Linked DNA regions of Zea mays: region 2 is linked to region 1. A link is a contact called in public Hi-C data. All regions are on one chromosome and are shown on one strand. Each heading gives the region's core, a stretch centred on a gene start, on an enhancer-like site or on the middle of the called end of the contact. The rest is flanking DNA. Distances are from core to core; before and after follow the strand shown. Region 1 holds the start of LOC100280177 (ribosome S8 superfamily protein). Region 2 holds the start of LOC103635013 (tRNase Z TRZ3, mitochondrial).

Region 1 (6,578 bases), core at 2,710-5,209:
GTCCATCGAGTGTTGAGGAGGGTTTAATCTGTGTACTGAGAATTTATGAGTTAGCCCCCCATACTTTCCAGTATTGTGAGCGCAGTCCGGAGGGCTGATAAATGGGATAAAACAAATATAGAAAATGGTTTTTAGTACTAAAATAATTCCAAAAACTTGTTTAAGTCATAGTAAATTCATTTTAATTCCTTTTTGGTACATTCCAGTAGCATTAATTTTGTATTAATGTTTTCTATCACCTGGTAACTCTGTTTTATCATGAAACGTAGATTAAAATTATCCACGTAGTTTATTCCATACCAAACACTTTAAGTTGCAGAAAATCATAACTCTTTAACCGTAACTCCAAATTTAGTGATCTCAATCCTACGATCTCGTTACGATGTGTAGAATATTATCATTTATTATATTCCTCTGTTTGGTGTGATGCTAATTTAACTTGTACCATGTTTATTTGTATTGTTGCGAGTAGACGAACAAGCAACCGAGGACTCCGGTACTCAGCGGGTGGAAAATACTGAGCGGGAGCTCATTGAAGGCAAGTTGTGCCCTTGACCACTTTTATTTACCCAATAATGTTCTCTTTAATCACTATGACATGTTTAGGCTTAATTTTAATGGAACCCAATAGGTCACCCTGGTCTGATTTACCCAATGCCTTGATCACCATTGAACTTTTGGGTAGTCTTGCTATTGTTATATGTGGTTTTGGGTGTGGAGATAAATTTGACAAATGATCATTTTTTATTATTACTGTTGATTATTTATTGTTCATGGTAACATTACTGTGTTAATTGGAACATGGAGAACCATCCGAGAAAACAGTACTACCACAAGGGTAGAATGGGACACCCTTGGCCAAGTAATTAGGAAAACTATGGAGATATTACCTTACAAGGGGCAAGTGGGGAGGCGTCGCTACAGAGTATAGGGAGGTTCTCGGGTCGGATTGTCTAGCTTTTCGGACGGGGATTCCTATGCTTCTTTCTTCCTGAATCCCTAGCGGGTTTTCTCGAAATAGTGGAACTTTAGAAATGTCTTGTAGTGCTCCCCTGCCTCGTCTCCTCGGTAGAGATGAATGAGACTTCTAGACCACTTGACAAATGAGTAGCATGGCTTGTGGGTAAAGATGTGCAACCTCTGCAAAGTGTAAAATTGGTATATCAGTCGTGCTCACGATCATGAGCTGCTCTGACACTCACATGATTAATGTAGGAAAGTAAATTTAATTTGTTATTTGCATCGTATTGTGGTTTATTATTAATTCTGATATACTATTACATTGGATTGGTATACACTTACATTTAGTAACTCCTAATAAAATTTGGCCAACTTATTAAAAGCAATGTTTAGCTTTCCCTTATTTATTGATCTTACACTTCACATAAACTCCCACATTTAGGTTCATACATATGTGATTTATAAACCCTCACAGGTGAAGAGCAGATAGTCCATAAGAAGGTCTACAATGAGAAGATCTAGCATATTATTCCTCACAACCTGTTTCTTTTGTGAGCTTATCTAGGTAGCACCTCCTAGTCAGCTTCATAACACAAGTAATAATTATTAGTTCGCTTTATTGTTCTCATTTATTTTTATAAGACACTTCCTCTATGTAATAATATTTGTGACATTTATATCTATACACTTGGCCATTATATATATTGTTCTTTTTTGACGCACACATGAGACCCATTATATATATTATTCTTTTTTGACGCACACATGAGACGCAGCCGGCTTTATCCCTTAAATCTGGGTGTGAAAGCTTAGCACAGTTTAACAAATCGCAGTTAACAACAAGAAAAGCTCCTGTCCACCTGATTTTGATCGGTTTCAGATTACCATATGAAAGCAGTGCCTAGCACACTACCTTACACCAATAAAGTCAGCATCAAAAAGTTATATGGACTAAAGGACCTGTTTGTATCGCATAAATCAAAACCAATATCTGAAAATCGAAACAGACAGGGCTCTCGCAGGTACATCTCATAAAAATCCCAATTTCTGAAATACATGACACATCGCTGTCTTAACAAACCACAAAGGCTCGGACACCCAGTCTTAACAAACCTCAAAACATCAGACGAGTTCTTGGACGCATCTGTGGCTCAAAAAAACACATTTTCAATAAAAGAAACCTAGAACCTTGCCACCAACATTCTTACGGCGGGCCTCCTCATGGTCCATAATTCCAGCAGAAGTTGTTAGGACGATGTAGCCAAACTACACCAGTCAAAGAGGCACAGTTAGCACTGGGGTCAAAGTGTACAGACAAACTCTAATCAGATTTTGTAGAGACAGCAGCCTGGACTAACCTGGCGAGATGGAAGAAGCCTCGCCGTCCATCCCTCGATCTCCTTAACACCTACATCAAAACGTGGGCTAATAACACCACATTTATTCAGTCTTCCATTCAGCTCCACCACGATCTTCCCAGCTCTGTGGTCATCCACGTACTCGAACTCGCCAATGTAACCTAATATAGAACAATAATAATCAGGGGCGTATCCTCAGAATGAAGCAATTCAAATGGGCATAAGGTTGAGGAGGGCTAACCATGGCGCTGCATGACCGTCAGGAACTTGATGATCACCTTGGATGACGGCCTGATCATGACCTGACGTTTCCCTATCTTTTCAGCATTGTACATGGACTTGAGAGCATCATTGAGCACGCTGACCCTCACCATGCTGTCCTTTTACCTGAACAAAGAGATACAGTTGTAAGGGTCTCATGCCAGACACAGACAAGAATATCAGAGGAAACAGCCATTTGCATTTATGTAACACAACCAAAGGTACAAGTAACCATGCCGCTACATCAATGAAAAACAATGTAAAGGTTTGCTTGTTTAGTACAAACATTCATCTAACGAAAAAGACTCATCTGGTGCTATACTAAAAATCATGTAAATAAATGCATTCTAAAGGAGATACCAAGCTTAACCACATGACCTATACAGTTGAAAGTTAGTACTCAGAAGAAAGGTAACAAAATAGTACGTACAAAGCCAGACCAATGTATGAGACAACGTAAGGCTAATAACAGGATATCCATGATATCGGCTCTAGTGGTTGTAAACTACTCATCACATGTGTATTAGTTCGTTTCATCAATGAGATCGTGCAGGATAAAGCTTTAGTTCATAAACAACATACCATTAAATTAACACTAGCAGTATTCCACACCCTTCATCGTCTAGTTTGCAATTAGTCTGCTTTGATCAACAAGAACTAGATCCTGAAGAATGCCCCATCTAATTACCACAGCTAAATTGATATTATAATAAGCAGTCTTGTGCCGGGTCTAATCTAACCTACAAAACAGCTGACCAGCAAGCACCCAACCGGTGCCTAATGCAGACCGACAACCAAAGTACGGTATCTCTCAGCATCAAACACCTACATCATGATGTACTTGTTCGCTAACTAAGTATATAGCCTCCCTGGACATTCCATCAGGACAGCATATCAGTATTGCAAGACAAGCTTCACGGATAATGCACAAGCAGAACACACTATTACAAGAGACGCTTCACGGATCATGCAAAAACAGAACACACAGAAAACAATACAGAGTAACAGCCTCGCACAGGAGCATCGGGAATCAATACAAGCAATCACGTCAAAGCAGAAGGCGCATGAAAAGCAACCGCAATTCCCACAAATCCTGCAAGGACGCAGCTACCACGATTTGTGGGGAGAAGAATGTGAAGCCTAGTTCCTAGTTTGAGCACGCATGGGGCAGAGGGGATAAATCATGAAGCCGACGAGGTGCGTGCGACGACACCGTCGTCCTCCATCGCTAGACCCATCCGCAGCACCTGCCCCGCTCTACTAGCTCATCGCGAAACCAAACAAAAGCGGATCTGATACTGATACAGTTCATGGGTGGAGGGAAAGGAACGTGGAGACTAACCTCGACGGACGGCAGGACCGAGAGGAGGGCGCAGCGGCGGCGGGGGGCTCTGGAAGCAGATGCGATTAGGGTTTTTGCCCAGCGGAAGCGACAGGCGGTGCATCTTATATTGCAATCGGCCTGGTGGACGCAGGCAGCACAGACACAAGCCTTGCTGGGCCAAGTCACCGTCCAGCAAGCTCAAAAAATCCCATGGGCTGTCCAGCAAGCCGAAGAATCACAACCCAACTTGACAGATAGAAAAGTTGGCCCGGCCGACCTATGTGCTCACTGCTCAGGGCTCAGCGTGACCGGCTCTGTTACTCTGTAAGTAGTACCAAGGCTAAATTCGGCCTGGGCGGGCCCGCTTGTCGGCCTGATCGGCCTCTCCAACGCTGTCATCGCTCCATCGTACCTTTAGTTGTTTAATAACTTAAATGAGTTAAGGGACAAACAAACATCACAGATTACTAGGTATATGCCCGTGCGTTGCAACGGGTTATACTAATGCAGGCATAGGTCATTGTTTAGTGAGGTAATCAATCGACAGGGTGACACTTGTGTATGTATAGGTCATTGTTTAGTGATGTTATCAACCAAACTTCATGTGTCGGGTCGACATGCGAGGGAGGTGACATTGGGAGGTAGGCTCGGGGGGCGGGTGTGTGGGACCGCGAATTGCATCGGGAGGCAGATTGGAGGGCGTTAGGTGGATGGAGGCCACGACATGTGGAACGTGGCGCGGTTAGAGCGAGAGGCGGGAAGAGGTGGAGGAGGCCGGGTGCGGACAGTTCTGCCAAAGTGGCCTTAGGCGAGTCGTGACTGCGTCTGCTACTCGAGCTTGGCCTCGGATGAGTCGTGATTGTGTCTGCTGCCCGGGCTTGGCCTCGGATGAGTCGTGACTGCCTGTCCCGCTCGGGCTTGGCCTCAGACGAGTCGTGATTATGTCTCTCGCTCGAGGGTGTCCTCAGGCGAGTCGTGACTGCGTCTCCCACCGGGCTTGGCCTTGGGCGATTCTTGACAGCCTCTCCCGCCCGAGAGTGGTCTCGAGCGAGTCATGACTGTGTATCCCACCGGAGGATGGCCTCGGGCGAGTTGTGACTACTTGTCTTGCCGGAGGTTGGCCTTGGGCCAGTCGTGACTGTCTATCCCACTCGTAGATGGCCTCGAGCGAGTCATTACTGCCTGTCCCGCCCGCGGATGGCCTCAGGCGAGTTGTGACTATCTGTCCCACCTGAGGATGGCCACGGACGAGTCGTGACTATGTCTCCCGCCAGGGGTTGCCCTTGGGCGGGTCATGACTGCATGTCCCACCCGAGGGTGGCCTCAGGCGAGTCGTGACTGATTGTCTAGCCAGGGCTTGACCTCGGTTGAGTCGTGACTGCATCTCCCGTTGGGGGTTGGCCTCGTGAAAGTCGCCTAGAGGGGGGGTGAATAGGGCGAAACTGAAATTCTCAAAAATAATCACAACTACAAGCCGGGTTAGCGTTAGAAATATAAACGAGTCCGCGAGAGAGGGAGCAAAACAAATCGCAAGCAAATGAAGAGTGTGACACGCGGATTTGTTTTACCGAGGTTCGGTTCTTGCAAACCTACTCCCCGTTGAGGAGGCCACAAAGGTCGGGTCTCTTTCAACCCTTCCCTCTCTCAATCGGTCCCTCGGACCGAGTGAGCTTCTCTTCTCAAATCACTTGGGAATCAAACTTCCCGCAAGGGCCGCCACACAATTGGTGCCTCTTGCCTCAATTACAAGTGAGTGTTTGATCGCAAGAAAGAATGCGAAAGAAAAGAAGCGATCCAAGCGCAAGAGCTCAAATGAACACTACAAATCACTCTCTCTAGTCACTAGGGCTTTGAATGAAGTTGGGAGAGGATTTGATCTCTTTTGGTGTGTCTTGCAATGAAAGCTAGCTCTTGTAAGGTGGTTGGAAGGTGAAAACTTGGATGCAATGAATGGTGGGGTGGTTGGGGTATTTATAGCCCCAACCACCAAAAGTGGCCGTTGGGAGGCTGTCTGTTCGATGGCGCACCGGACAGTCCGGTGCACACCGGACAGTCCGGTGCCCCCTGCCACGTCATCACTGCCGTTGGATTCTGACCGTTGGAGCTTCTGACTTGTGGGCCCTCCAGGGTGTCCGGTGCACACCGGACATGTACTGTTTGCTGTCCGGTGTGCCAGCATGGGCGATTCTGACTCCTGTGCGCGCTGCGCGCGCATTTATTGCTCCGCAGAGAGCCGTTGGCGCGGAGATAGCCGTTGCTCCGGAGTCGCACCGGACAGTCCGGTGCACACCGGACAGTCCGGTGAATTATAGTGGACTAGCCGTTGGAGTTTCCCGAAGCTGGCGAGTTTCTGAGGCCGACCTCCCTTGGCGCACCGGACACTGTCCGGTGTACACCAGACAGTCCGGTGAATTATAGCCGAGTCGCCTCCAGAAATTCCCGAAGGTGGCGAGTTTGGGTCTGAGTTCCCCTGGTGCACCGGACATGTCCGGTGGCACACCGGACAGTCCGGTGCGCCAGACCAGGGGTGCCTTCGGTTGCCCCTTTGCTCCTTTGTTGAATCCAAAACTTAGTCTTTTTATTGGCTGAGTGTGAACCTTTTACACCTGTATAATCTATACACTTGGGCAAACTAGTTAGTCCAAAGATTTGTGTTGGGCAATTCAACCACCAAA
Region 2 (6,735 bases), core at 3,198-5,697, 160 kb after region 1:
GAGTCTTTGGTCAAATGTATATGTGACCATTTTGAATAAAGTTGATGAAAAATATGGTAGGCTCAAATGTTAACCTATAATGACATTTAAAAGAAAATTGTTCGTAAAGCAATTAAAAAGATTTGACTCACAATTAAAGCTCATTTTCAGAGGTATTCTTCGAGCACCCAAGCCATAAAGGGACCAAAAGACATGCGTCAATGAACACTATTAAGGGTGCCCTCGCTCAAGAGGAATTTTATTACCGGCAACTCGCATTGATAATAAAAAAACAAATCCTTTAAGTCTAAAGCAAGTTGGGTGGGGTTAAGTGTAGGAACAACCACAATACATCGATCTCAACAGTTCAACTAATGCCATGATAAAGGTCTAACATATTACCTTAATGGGTCAATCATCAACATCAAGAGAATAGCCCTCATGACTTCATGAGTAGAGAAAACATGTGCTTCTCTGATGTTAAATAGCAATGAAGATAGCTAGCAAGAAGTGTTTAGTTAGATGTCATACTATGAATAAAAGGTCCAATTATGTGCAACGTAAAGTGTACAGTCGAATACATTATTGACTGCAGAATATCCTTTAGCAAGTTAGAAATTAACCAACAGTGCTCAAATTAGACTACATGATATCAAATATAAAAACTCGAGCATGACAACATTAATGGTAAATCTTTGTATACTGATAAAAATGTTGTAACATCTTGGTACCAACCCGAGGATTATCTAAAAGGTACACAAAATTGCTGACCTGACTAAGGAGCTTTGCCTTGTATATTGTGGAGAAAACTATCTCATGTATGGGCTTTATTTTGTATTTCTCCCAGTATGGTGTTCTTGGGGCTTCCTTTGTCTTGTATTGACTTTCTTCTACAAGATATATCCAAATTGCTAGTAACATTAATATCAAATAAAATGAGCGAAACAGGTAAGATGGACAGAAAATGCACATCCAAGTAAAGACGGATTGGTGCAGAAATTATATGTTATTTAGCTAGTTATACTTCTGATGGAACTTCAAAATAAAATAAAATAAAATAAAATAAAATAAAATAAAATAGTTCATCATATACATCAAATGAAATAGTTATCACACATTTGTACCATAGTTGAATTTGAATATTACTCTGTTAGTCTCCTTATCAATCAAAGGAATATGTGAAGGTTGGCTTATTTTAGCCATATACCTGTTGTAGCTAATAAACATAATGAACAAAAAGGTGGAATACTGCCAACAAAGAAATGGGTGTGCTTTGCCATGAAATAAGGTCATGTTGTCTTTTGATAGACCTTTCTTTTTCTTCAGATTTACAAATCAAAAGCGATAGAATAATAGACCAAAATGGTACAATGATTGCCAACTCAGGTCTCACTATGATCATGGTCATAATGCTTGAATCTAATGGATTAAAAACAAAGTCGTCTATCATTCATGCTAGCGATAGTATATGCGCCCATGGTTAGTGGAATTCTATTCAAATCAACTTTCAGAAACAATATAAGTTTTGCATGGCAAGTCAGAAAATAGATCAAGAAAGGAACTAGGTATGTGTATACCTAAGGAAGTGATTAATATTTATGAACATTTTTTGCACGATTTGAATATATTCAGTGTTCTTACACATTATGCATCTGACGTGGATAATATCCTCGTAGTCAGAAATAAAAAATGATCATTTTTTAAAGAAGAAATACCATTATACAATATCATGTAGGGGATGTAGACTGCTTACCCCTACCCACTTGCACCTCATTGCGACATCTCTTACTATCATGTTCGGTATCACTGCTCCTATCTTGATATACTTCATGCCTTGTTCTTGAACATATCTAAGAGTTTTTCATGATTGTACACAAAAGAAAACAAAGGGAAATATTTTAGCAGTGAGTTAAATGGATCCAAACTTCAACAAGTGATAGAAAAACTCTGTGGCAACATCGTTCAGATAATCTGTATCCATTGAACATAGCACTAAGACAAAAAATTGATAATAAAGAAAAAAATTCTGAAAGGAACATAATTACAAAACAATATGTATGCATATGATAGTTGAGATAGCTTACTTCTCCATGCCATCGCTCATAATTTCAATGTCAACATGTGTCTAGTCAGTAGCTAGCGGTCCACCATATTTGAGGTTCTGCTAGGAATTTGTTGCCATATTAGATGAACCAGTGGAAACAACCACTGAAGGTGTGCCGTGGAGGTGGCAGCGACAAGCGTAGCAGGGGGACAGGGGAGTGTCGTGGCACAGGACTGGGGGTGGGACGGAGGCGAGCTAGGAGATGGGGTCAGAGAGGACGAGAAGGTGGATGTTTGAGGCAAAGGGGACAGAGGTGGGGTCATGGACGACGGCGGCGAGGAGGAAGGGAGCCAGCGAACGAGGTTAACGGAGGAGGCGAACGGCGCCCGACCATGGCGGTGGAGAAGGAGGGGGGTTTTGCGAGTGCGTAGGGGGAGACAGAAATAGAGTTGACCACGATGGGCGCAGACACGTTGCTGCCAAGCGGCGGCGGCACGGAGACAGGGAGCATACGAGGGAGTCGCCCTCTCACTCGTGAACGGGAGCGAGACAGGGGCAAGCTGGAAGATAGGGTCGGAGAAGGAGAGAAGGGGGATGTGGGAGACGAAGGGGATGGAGGTGGGGTCGTGGCTAACGGCGGTGACGACGAGGAGTAATGGAGCCAGCGGACGAGGTCGACGGAGGAGGCGAGCGGGGCCCGACCATGGTGGTGGAGATAGAGGAGGGGGGGTCTGGCGAGCATGTATGGGGAGATGGAGATAGAGAATCGACACGCTGAGCCTCCGGCTTCGTGAAACGCGAGGAAGGTGGACGCAACGAACGGTCCGCTCTGCCGAGATGAATGGAAAATTTCAGGTCCAACAGGTTCGTACATGCGTCAGTCCCGGGATGGGCAAAGCCCCGTGAAACGCGGACATGCCTCGAATTCCTAGTGGCTTTTAACAAGAAGTAATTCCCATAGTGAAATCCTCCACCATTCCCATCAAATCTAACTCGATAACCTCCCAACATGACATGTAAAAAGGTAAATTAAACCCATTTGGGTTTGACGTTGAGTCCATTTTCATGTCAAAGACTATCCTTTTAACTTACTCCTTGGTCTATTGATCCTTCTACTCTCATCCCACACTAGTTCGCTGAGATAGATATTTATGGTTTCTTGTCTTCCAAACTGCATCACATTAGATCGAAAGTACCACTAAATTGTCTTCAGTGGATTGTATAAAATAGGAGACACATGACACTGTTTATAAAAATAAAGTTTAAAATACAGGATACGTGAGCGGCTGAAGGCGATCTAATAGCGTTTGGTTGAAGAGCCAAGTAGAACGGAGCCGTTCTGTCCCACTTTTGTTGTTGTTTGGTTACAAAGTAACTAGAACGTAGTGGCTCCAATTAGGGAATATTCTCCTTAGATCTGGAACCATCCCACTCCAAAAAATCAATGGGACGAAGCCGCTCCGTTCCCAGCCCGCTCGCATAGCTCGTCCTCCCTTCCATGCGCAGCAGCTCGCACGCCTCCCTCTGCAACCAAACAAAAAACAGAGCCGCTCTGTTCCAGTTCACTCTGCAACCAAACAAAAAACAGAGACACTCCGTTCTAGCTTACCAAACACAGAACATAGCGGCTCCGTTCCTAGAATCAGAGATGGAACGGCTCCGTTCTACTTGACTCCTCAATCAAACACTAGCTAAGAACATAGAGTTGAGCCGTGCTAGTGTTGTTGTTTTGCGGGATCAGACTTTGGACCATCTAGAAAGTATAGTTCATGTGGCCATCTATAAACCGAGGTTTGATGGGATGGTCTGCAGACTGCATGAGGAGTATAGTTCGTGTGGCCATCTATAAACCGAGGTTTGATGGGATGGTCTGCAGACTGCAAGAGGCAAAAAGATATGAGAAAAAAAGAAACCTAAACTACCTGTGTCTCCTGCGTGATGGTGGTGCCGTGGTTAGGGGTGGATATCGAGTTGGCTCGGCTCGGCTCGGCTCGACTCGACTCGAGCTGGCTCGTTAAGATAATAAGTTGGCTCGGCTCGACTCGTTATGTTAACGAGCTAAAGATCTAGCTCGACTCGACTCGTTTGCCAACTCGAGCTAGCTCGTTTAGCTCGCGAGCCAGCTCGATAATATCATATCTAGTGTCTACGAACGGATATAAAAACATGTAGCAAAAGAAAAAGAGGAGATCTATTTAGAAAAAAAGAATAGAGTTTGTAACTTAAGATTCCACACTCAACAAAGAACAAGATTAACTATAGTAGAGTACAAGATTAACTATTTTGGATTAGAGATTATTGTGATTTGACTAATTACTCTAACTCATTTGGCTCGCGAGTCAGTTCGAGCTGGCTCGTTATCATAACGAGTTGAAATACAAGCCCATCTCGTTACAAATTATAAACGAGTCGAGTCGAGCTACTATCGAGTCGAGTGGATCGAGTTAACGACGTACGAGTTTTTCGTCGAGCCTAGCCGTGGTGCCCTCTCGCGCGGGTCGCGGCCCCCCAAACCCCGCCCGCCGCCGCCGAAATAAAACCGGCACACCTCTGTAGCACGCGCGAGCCATGCCGCAGGTGGCCGCCCCTCTCCGCCTCCTCCTCCCCCTCTCCCAAACCCTAGCAGCCCCCGCGCCTCTCCTCCACCACTCGCGCCGCCTCCTCTCCTCCTGCCCTGCTTCATTAAGCCGCGCCGCTGGCCTCCGCGCCCTCGCCTACCGCCGCCGCCGGCACACCGAACCTCGCCGCGGGACCAGCACGCTCGGGAAGGCTCCCGCCAAGGAGGAGATGGACAAGGAGGTGGCTTTCAACAGGAAGCGGGCCGAGGGGAAGGACGGAGGGAAGCGCGGCAGCATGGAGCTCAAGACCCGCAGGCTCAACCCCGTCAACACCACATGCTACGTGCAGGTGAGGGCATCACTGACTTGTGGATTCTTTCTGCTTGGCGCCATTTTACGTCAACTTTCTGATTCAAATCACTAGTATACCTAGTTTGGGGTTTATTCGAGGAGAGATTGGACCATGTGTGCAATTATAAATACCGTGGATTAGTAGTTCCAGAGGCCACATTTGCGTCTGTTAGCCTAACATTGCTAGGCATGAACCAGATACAATCCCAAACTGTTCTCATGGGAAGAGTAGAGGTAGCATACAAAGAATCCAAAGCCAAACCATAGGCCATCTAGTATTTAACTTATTTTTTGGTAAACAACTATCATTATTTAAACGTATTCTGTTGAATGGTGCAGAATTTACAACAAAGATACATCATCGACACACTCAGTCAATAATAACCATAAAAATCCACCCTAATCTCTGAGATTATATTGTAATAATGTGTAAAATATGCACTCAATAACCCCAGCTGCTGGCCTGGCCTTATGCAGCTGTCCCATTGGTGAATCACTGCATTGGTTGAACCAAATAATTAGTGTGGGGGCAATTTCTTCCCTTGAACTAGTTCATGAGTGCAGGAACTGTTGTTCTTTTGGTTTTCATTCAATCTCACTCCCCTTTGTTATTCCTGCGCAGATACTTGGTACAGGAATGGACACACAGGACACTTCACCTTCTATTCTACTATTCTTTGACAAACAAAGGTTTATTTTTAATGCGGGCGAGGTAGGTTCTGCTGTGATCTGGTTCCTATAATTTTTTCAGAACAAGCTAATAATTGGTTGTTGCCTAAAAAATAGCACACAATTGTAGTTAGCTGAAAAGAGAATTTTATTTGTTTCTCTTTTGTGAGGTGTTGCAGAAAGCATTTTGAAAACCATGGTCTTATGCTGAGCTGCAGCCAATATAAGATTCAACTTAAAGATCTGGAGAAAGTTCATCTTGCTTTTGCCATTTTGTGCCGATTAAACTCAAATCTTGCCATCTGACAGGGTCTTCAACGTTTCTGTACTGAACACAAGATAAAACTATCAAAGGTATGTTATTCGAAGTTTCGAACTCCCTCCACCATGGATAATCTGTTTTTGAATTTCTTACATCCTAATCTTATACTGTAAAAATACTAACTTGCTTACGAAACAATCTCTCGCTTCCCAGATCGACCATATCTTCTTGACCCGCGTCTGCTCAGAAACTGCAGGGGGGCTCCCAGGTATTCTTTCTAAAACCTTCTTCTGTACCATCTAACATGATTAATTTGGTTCACTTGATGTAATGATATTTACATCATCATGACATAGCCTTTTGTATTATGGTATATTGTAGGCCTGGTGCTAACTCTAGCAGGAATTGGAGATGAGGGCATGTCGGTGAGTTGACATGGTTTCTTTTTCTGTGTTTTCTGTCAACAGATGCATTTATGCATCCAATATTAAAAGTGTTTCAACCAACTAACTGTAGTTGTCTTCCTGCTATCTTGAAAACAGGTGAACATATGGGGGCCTTCTGATCTTGACTTTTTAGCTGGGGCAATGAGATCTTTTATCCCAAATAGAGCAATGCTTCACACACATAGCTTTGGTGCTGATCGAAATGCATCTTCACCACAATCTACAGACTCCGTTATTGTTCTTGATGATGAAGTAGTTCGGGTATCTGCAATGTTTGTCAAACCAAAATACAATAATGGAACTGGTAGTTCAAACGATAGTGACATGAAGCCTGGTGATACTGCTATAGTATATGCCTGTGAGTTGCCAGAAATTAAGGGAAAGTTTGACCCATCTAAGGCTGCTGCCCTTGGCCTTAGGCCTGGT

What was found. A called contact is a pair of places that touch in the nucleus more often than the background predicts.
Region 2: a Hi-C map of ear shows a contact between it and region 1, with 1.7 times the contacts expected there. The contact joins the promoter of LOC103635013 here to the promoter of LOC100280177 in region 1. A contact is called at or near these places in 2 of 25 Hi-C or Micro-C datasets (ear and tassel).

Annotation. Positions count from the first base shown.
Region 1 is chr8:29,324,989-29,331,566 of Zm-B73-REFERENCE-NAM-5.0, forward strand. It overlaps LOC100280177 (ribosome S8 superfamily protein), which reads right to left and starts at 3,960. Exons shown (of 3, transcript NM_001153109.1): 1 at 2,560-3,960; 2 at 2,319-2,479; 3 at 1,909-2,226. The coding sequence starts at 2,692. The coding sequence ends at 2,128.
Region 2 is chr8:29,484,751-29,491,485 of Zm-B73-REFERENCE-NAM-5.0, forward strand. It overlaps LOC103635013 (tRNase Z TRZ3, mitochondrial), which reads left to right and starts at 4,448. Exons shown (of 12, transcript XM_008657582.4): 1 at 4,448-4,930; 2 at 5,555-5,644; 3 at 5,911-5,955; 4 at 6,077-6,131; 5 at 6,245-6,288; 6 at 6,406-6,735. The coding sequence starts at 4,592.